Regions from separate parts of the Hermetia illucens genome. Here region 1 is linked to region 2. A link is a contact called in public Hi-C data. All regions are on one chromosome and are shown on one strand. The core of a region is the stretch at or near the end of the contact, and the rest is flanking DNA. Distances in the headings are between cores, read along the strand shown.

The links. Hi-C and Micro-C count contacts between places; a contact is called where the count stands out from the background.
Region 1: a contact with region 2 is called in a Hi-C map of whole body, with 4 times the contacts expected there. The contact joins the promoter of LOC119660491 here to the promoter of LOC119660498 in region 2. A contact is called at or near these places in 2 of 2 Hi-C or Micro-C datasets (an unstated tissue and whole body).

The regions. Positions count from the first base shown.
Region 1 is chr6:4,840,036-4,843,972 of iHerIll2.2.curated.20191125, forward strand. It overlaps LOC119660491 (exocyst complex component 4), which reads left to right and starts at 1,318. Exons shown (of 10, transcript XM_038069078.1): 1 at 1,318-1,382; 2 at 1,904-2,241. The coding sequence starts at 1,326. It overlaps LOC119660492 (katanin p60 ATPase-containing subunit A-like 1), which reads right to left and starts at 1,163. Exons shown (of 6, transcript XM_038069083.1): 1 at 1,075-1,163.
Region 2 is chr6:4,698,690-4,702,807 of iHerIll2.2.curated.20191125, forward strand. It overlaps LOC119660498 (protein jagunal), which reads right to left and starts at 2,406. Exons shown (of 3, transcript XM_038069093.1): 1 at 2,087-2,406. The coding sequence starts at 2,175. The region is part of intron 3 of LOC119660492 (katanin p60 ATPase-containing subunit A-like 1); the gene reads right to left. Trnar-ucg (a tRNA gene) reads left to right here and starts at 2,766; the gene lies at 2,766-2,838.

The DNA.
Region 1 (3,937 bases), core at 68-2,567, 140 kb after region 2:
TGTCAAAGTTACGGAGAGGAGCGAAAAATATTCAAGCGCTTCCTTTGCGATTGTGCAATCCTAACTGACTAGGCTGACCCTGACCAATGTGCGAAGCCAGGGGTAGAAAAAGAAGACGAGGCAGACCTTGCCTAAGATGGAGCGATGCGTTGGTCAGGACGCCAGACAGCTTTTAGGGATATCGAATTGGTGGACTTCGGCGCAAAACCGGGATGTCTGGAGTTCCTTATTAAGGCAGGCCTAGACCGGATACCGGTTGTTGCGCCGTTGATGATGATGAATCCTAACTAATCCCGGACTACGGACACTGGGTAAACAATTTTTTGGGGACCACGAAGAGATCTCTAGTTGTAAATTGGAGGAGCCGCTACCCTTCGCGAATGCAACGGACTCTGGGTTCTGCTCCCCATGCTATTCCTACAGCAGGCATGGTCTTAGTACTTTGTGGTCTAAAAAGGTAGCAGCACAGCGGCCATTGAGCTCCACAGAGCTGACTGATACCTACTTATCATGTCGAGCTGGAAGTTGGGCGGACGTGGGTGCAAGATGTGGTAACAAAATGGGCTATCGAATATTTAAGGAGGATGAGCGGCGACTAGATGAGCTTCAAGGGGCACAAAGAATATGCCTGGCAACCACCCAACCTCGTAATGCGACCTAATACATTCGGTCAAAGATGCTTACAAGCTCTGACCACCGAAAGAAGATAGATCCAATTTACTTAGAGTTTTGATGGTTTACAGCCCATTTAGGACAATGTCAGCGGAAGTAGCGTTGGCAGCAGTAGGCATATTCCTAACTAACTTATCTACGCGAGGAATGCACCTGAACCGCTGCGAACAGCTGGAATGTTCCCATCGGCAAACAGAATTTTCAAAATCTTGATCCATTTTTTATTTACAAAGCTGGATTCATTCGGTTCTTGCGCCTATTTTTCCGTATCCAAGATGGCTCCTGCCAGTCTGGCGGTAAAGATGAGGAATGCAGCGGAAATGCAGAAGCGGATTTTCCTTCAGTTGTTTCACATTTGAGAAGTTGAAGGGTCATAATTTGTTCAATTTCTAAGCAAGTTACCTTCCATAATCATTCCGTGGTCAGTTAAACAACACACACACACACTTCACAACACTATTTACCCGGCACCAAGTAATATTACTAACAATTCCGAGCGTCCACTGCACCAACTGATCGTGACGCTGAACTAAACACCGATTCCACTCGCTTTTGAGTCATTCTTCCATACATTCCGCCCCTCAAATGCAAAACCACTCAACCGCAAGATGTCACCCTCCTACCAGCGATGACATGCATGTCAAACATCAAAAATGGCTACGCCACCTCCTACAAAACCTCCGCGCGGTGTAAAATACGGAAAAGAAGAGGTAAGCCCACGGCTCAGTTCCCGAAATCCAGTGAAAAAAGGTTCCTGAATCCTCGCTGCATTGTCAAAATCGATCTGCCCGCTCGTATCATTCCAAACGGAGGCGAAACATCAATTGGAAAATCGACTTGTCAGTGCCGCGACGAAATGTCAGATGCGATGACAGGGCCGCAATTCGGGCCGACCCGTTGTTTATTATTGGACACAAACGAACGAAAGTAATTTGTGCAATTGCGCGATTTAATTAGTTGGTGTGTCGCCACAGCGCGCGATAATATTATTTATCAGCGCAACGGGCTGGGAGTAAATCCGCATCGTGCGATGATGTAATTCCGTTCTTGCCGTCGCCGCGATTCTAGTTCTAAGATTTCATTATCGCAAGTGCAGTCGTCGCGTTTCTTATCGAATCTCAAGCACCGTCGCGTATTTATCTCGGCCGCGGTGTCAGGAGCTCGATATCCACTATTCAGGGACTTTGCCTTCACTTAGCGCACAATGAGTCAAATTGCGAATCTCTTGCAGATAGGATGTGGTCCACTGGTCACCGTGATCAAGACGCTGGGCTTCAGCGAAACGAACGAGGAACGGCAAAAGGAGAAGCAGAAGATCGAGAAGGAGTACAAGAAATCCGATCAGCGACTGAACGAGTTGGTCTCGAAACATGACGGGGAGCTGACTAGGGTCCTGCCGCTATTCAGCCAGGTATCGGCACACATTGGGACGAGCCGCGAGAAGATCCATGCCGTCAAGGAGAATTTGGTGGCCTGCAAGCAACTTTTGCACTGTCGACGGGAGGAACTGAGATCTTTGTGGACTGACGCACTACAACAGAAACTGGCGTTGGAAATGCTGGAGCAAATGTAAGTTTTCTCTGCTTTAATCATTTCGATGGGGGTGAGAACTACGTGAGATGGAATGGATTCGTCTTGCGTCATTTTATATAGTTTTCGCTTGGTCGAATGTAATTTCAGCGTTCGAGAGCTGGCAATTATTTTGACCACTCTCTCGATTGTGTTGAAGAGGCAGAATAAGCATTAAGCCAGCGCTGCCGATTTGGGTTTATGTTCGTTTCATAATCGTCCCTGGACCTTTTGGGCCATCCACCAGGTGCAGTTTAACCATCCAATCATGTCCGAAGGGAGCTTAACGTAGTCTTCCAATCGTTGCCTGTTTGTGCTCCAAAATAATGAAGTCACAGGACAATGAATCAATGGCGTAGGGGTATGGTTAGGGACAGTCCTTCTTTCCCCCAATTTTGCACAATTTAGAGCTGCACTGTAGCGCCAAGCCTTGTACTAATCATTTTTCGATTTCTCGTATCAAGTTCTGGGGCTATTAGTCACCTATTTCTGCTGCTTTGTTATCTTGAACAACTATAATCTTCGGTCTTACTGGCCTCGTCATCCAATATCGTTTTTTTGATGCAACAAAGAGATAATATCCAGTGATGTTATTGATAAAGCGAACACGTGCAACTAAAAGGAGATTTGCTTCTTATGCAGGGACCATGGCGCGTCTGATGAGAACATTGCGGGCTAGGGGCAATGTCTAGCCTTCAGAGCAGAAATAGAAAGAGCTATGACGCGTTCCAAATGATTCGCATCCTAAACATCAATATGCACCGGAGTGCAACGCTCACGAGTTGCTGGCGCAGCACGTTGCAGAGAACAAACTTGAGCAGTATCGAAATAAGGACCCAGCTTCATGGACCCTAACATCAGATACCGCTGGTATCTCGGTTCGGGACAGTATCCACCTTAGGGTCCTTGCCCAAGGTCGAAGGGATGGCTTTGTCTGGATTTGGGATGACGTTTTTTAGTTTCTATCTAACACCGAATGAGACAATGCCGGAATTACGACGCAGGGTTGATGCTCTGGAGACAGAAGGGCGGATCCTGGTCGGGGGTGACTTCAATGCCAGAGCACTTGAATGGGGCATGTCTCACCCAGACTCCAGAAGAAAAGGAATTCTCGAAATGGCGACGAGAATAGGACTTGTAGTTTTAGACATCGGATCCACCCCAACGTTCCAACGCCCAGGCTGCTCGCAGTCACTGGTGAACAGATGGCGAGGTCTGTAAGACTTCTCGGTAAGAAACCATCAATATATTGGCATCGAAGTGATGAGCGCCACCCCGGCGCTCTTTCTATGTATGGAACATCACGAAGGTGAACACGGGGAGGTTTGTCGAAATTCTTGGAATATGTGGGGCCGCGCTGGAGGGTGCTCCTGGAGGTGGTCGCGCTGCACATGACACTGTCGTAAATTCAGTTATGAACCTGATAACGACGGCCTGCGGAGCTTCCATGCTCAGGAGGGCATCGAGACATGGCAAACCTTCTATGTATTGGTGGACGGCGGAAAGTGGAGAGCTACGGTGTACTACAGACTCCGTCGCTTGATACAACGTCCAAACGGCCGGAAGGAGACATGTACCATAATGCCAGAGTACAGATCCGAGACTCCGCAGCACAATAAACAGGAACAAACCTCGCTCCTGGCAGAATCTGGTCGACGAGGTGAGTGGGGACCTGGAGAACTCGGTTACAAATGGG
Region 2 (4,118 bases), core at 1,156-3,655:
TATGATAGAAAAGTAACCTCTCCAATTGGAAAGCCAATAAAGAGTGGAGTATAAAGTTAGCAAATTAAAAGCGGTAGGCGCTCATCAGAAAGCAAACTATTGTGTCAGAACTACAAAAAGAGAGACAGGTGTGAGGGCTAATTTCCATTCGTGTTGATGTTCGTAATTCCGCTGAGGACGTTTGAAACGATATTTCATTGCCATTTCATCTAAGCTGGTTGTCTTTCCACTTGTAATCTAAGCTGGTGTGTGACCTGTAAATGTCATACGAGGTATGACCTTGATTACTCCCAAGAGTCGCTTAAATATTTGGGAATAATAATTGACAAAAGCCTCAACTTTAAAAAACACATTGAGTGCGCTGCAACTAAAGCGTCTTCCATCCCTGCAACGATTTCGAGGATACTATCGAACATTGGCGGACCAAGGCAAAGTCGACGTCGTCATATTTCAAGGGTAGTTAGTTCCGTGCTGCTCTACGCAGCTCCAGTTTGGACAACCGTTCTGGAAATCAAATCAAACTGCGGAAAACTAGGAATAACGTATCGACTAAGTGCACTCCGGGTATGCAGTGCTTATCGAACAACATCAGGAGAAGCAGCATATGTAATTGCAGGTTGGCATCTCTACGACAAAATGTATGCAATTGGGGAGTCTGTTGTACTTCGACGGCAACTAGCACGGTGGGAATCCATCGCAGAATGGCAGAAGAGATGGAACGAGGCACAAACTGGCCGTTGGACCTACCGTATAATTCCATTCCATTCGAAGATGGATTGAAAGAAGCCACGGGGAACTAAGCTAACACAGTTAGTAAGTGGACGTGGAGTTTATCAGGCTTATTTACATCGATTTGGACACGACGAGTCGCCATGCTACCCAAGATGTGGTAACGTGGCTGAGAATGCGGAGCATGTTGTATTTGAGTGCCCAAGGTTTACAACACACCGACCTAGCCTGGAGGCGATCGCAGACATGCGCTTAACACCCGAAAATATAGTGGAGTTTATGTTGAAATCAACGGAGGCGTGGAATCAAATGGTAATTGAGCTGAAAATTATTCATCAACAGCCAAGTCATAAAGAACTGCGAAGAAAGCAGCGAACAATAATGAGCCGCAGTTAAAAAGTGTTCCAGCCCCGCGATGCAATGCTTATAGCAGTCCCGTGGGGAGAGTGGAAGAAAGAGGTGCTTTTCGTGAGCGAGTAGGAGTTTTCACATAACTGCATGGCATGAGCCAGCAGTAGGTTTTGAATCTCTCCACTTTCCAACGAACAACGATGAAAAAAAGATGACCTTGATAGGATCCTATATTCCAGAAGGACCAACAGAAAGTGATAAAAGCAATTCTCTATCTTAATCCGCGGCTTATCGATTCTTCAGGTGAGATGTACCCGACATTATCCTAAATTATGTTGGGTGCCAACACCTCAAAACTGCGCCATTGCTACGAGCCTATAAAGGCCGAGAAGTCTTGGACGATAGTGGCAAATCTTCTTGAAGATAAATCAGCCGTCATCTAGGGGAAAACTCGAGCTCGGTGAGCAATGGTTCTTGAGATCAACTCTTGAACAGCGCGGAACGAAGATCCTTAATATTCAGATAGCATTTCAATGCTGGTTATAAGCGTAGTAAAAGTGTACTTATATCTTGAACCGAATTATTAGTTTGATCACAGTATACATGTTTTGAGTTTACCGTGGTACATTTACTCAATTTTTTACATTTTACCCCGCGTTTTTCCAACATAATTTAGTGGATCTTCCCACGAAACATCAAAAAGATCCATCAAGAGAACTTCTGCCTTCAATCACTCAATGTAAACAGATTTTGGCATTTTGCCGTGGGCTTCTGTGCAAGTGAAATTCTCAATTGCATTCGCGTCTCTGACCACCTCATCTCTGCGCAAGTCTACGTGGAACTTGACGGAAAAAAGACGAGACAGGCCCTGGCCAAAGATCCGAAGGCGGCCGTGTCAAGTATGAGAAAGTCATCTGCCGGGAACTCAAAGAAAATTATCCTAAAATATCACTAGTCGACATGAGAACACAATTAACTGAGAGCCGGTAAATAAATGCATTTTAACCTGATTTGGTAGTGCGCTGCCACTCGCTGTCTGTGCTGAAAATCGGTGCCATCCGTCCCAGTGATCATTGGTCCGCCTCTAGATGCCATCTTTGCAGGTAAGAAGCCGTTCTTTTCGATGTGGAGAAGTCCTCGTTGCAGTCTTAGTCCGTTCGGTTGGGACCGGGTGGATTTAACATTTCCTGGCGAGCGGGATTTATGAGAATTCCGGTTGGAGCTGCAGCACGATCGCGCGGCCCGAAACACGTAAATGAGGCAAGAGACCCCGTAGCACTTGTAGCTAAGTCTGCCCTGGAATTTAACGTCAAAAGTTGACGGGCAAGTGACAATTGGGAAAGATTTGATTTATTTTCTGGGAAGGTTGGTATGACTGACTCAGATACATTGTTATATTAACGAATTTCCAACGATATAATATTTATTTCTCCTTAACTCACCTTAAATATAATTTCGTTTTAATTCTTCTTGAATTTTATCTAAACAGAAGCACCCAAAGTAACTTGGAGCTCTTCTCCAACTCAATGAAACTGTTATACACGTCGCGGCTTTTGTATAACAGATAAAATCAAGCAAGTCCGGATATGTGTTTGGGTCTTTGCTAAGAGAATTTGGAGCAAAGGAAGTTGAGTCCTTTGAAATTAAGCTGGTAAAGTATTTTCGGTAAAAGGATGAAGCTCGAGGACCGTGTGGCCTAATGGACAAGGCGTCGGACTTCGAATCCGAAGATTGCAGGTTCGAGTCCTGTCACGGTCGAGCAACAGCTTTATTTTTGCTATTTTTCCCGAATATTAACCGTACCTGGGACAACCTGCAGGAAGGCGTTTACACATTTTTTTTTAATCTACTAATTAATGATAAACGCTTAGACGCAAGATTAAATGAGTACCTAAAAAAGCTCACTAGCTAAAATTAGCCGAAACATTCAATTGGATGGAAAACGACCCAAACATCAACCGAAACGGCGATGGCTAGATGTGTAAGATGGAGTTTTGAGAAACTCTTGGCACTGCCCTGATCAAGCCTACTACGACTGAGACGAACGGCGAGTCGATCATAGAAAAAGAAAACTAGTGAAAAAGTTGGGTACAAGAAGAGGTCGAGGGTGTGGACTGCAGGATATTCTAATGCCCAGGAAGCCAATATATCTCTCTCTGGGGTTGATATGTGGCTCTCCAGGAGCCAAGCCTCTCGTTTCCCAAGACCGTTGGTGGGTGGTTACAGCCACACTCCGTACGAAGTGAACCTACTAACGCTACGATTCTAGACTGAGGAGTCGAGAAATATCTCCCCCAGTCCAAGGTGTTATGTAAACCGTGTCCATTGAATAATTTGCAGTCGAGGGTAACTGGCTGTATTCTAAAAGAGCCTTACTGGTACACAGTCGGCTCAGTGAGTAAGTATACCTTACGAAGGGAGCACGGTGGACCTCCTAACGCCCATATTCGTGGGAATAACAAACAAGCTGGACCGCGTATCACACACAAATTGCCCCATCAGGCGGAGGTACATCTCCGAAATACTAAAAGACAGGTGCACCCGAAAACGGAGATGTTGGGAGATCAAGCACTCCACTCAAAAACCATTGACGAGCAAGGATACATCTGAGGTTGCCATATCAGATGTCAGGAAGAAAAAAGGTCTTAGTGGCGCAGTTGCTAAATGGTATCTGAATGAAGGCCTGAAACCAGAGGATGCATTTAAGAGGGCTCAGGATAGATCTAAGCTCCCGGAACCAGAGCTAGCAAAGCGAGAACCAACCGAAATCAATCAGCCCACCCTCAGCGAAATGCTCCCAAGAAATCTAAACCTGAGTCAAAGAGAGGGGAAATCTCGGAGTGGCCAGGAGTGAAGGCAAGAACCAGGAAACCCGTCGTTAATTTGACCCTGACCGTCATAGAGATGTGCGAGGCATGGAGTAAAGAGCTCCTGCTTACCGGCATAGGTTTTCGATCAGGTCTCATACGGGTAAACTGCGCAACGAAGGACACGGTGGACTGACTTAGGACCATAGTCCTTAACTTACCAGACCGAAA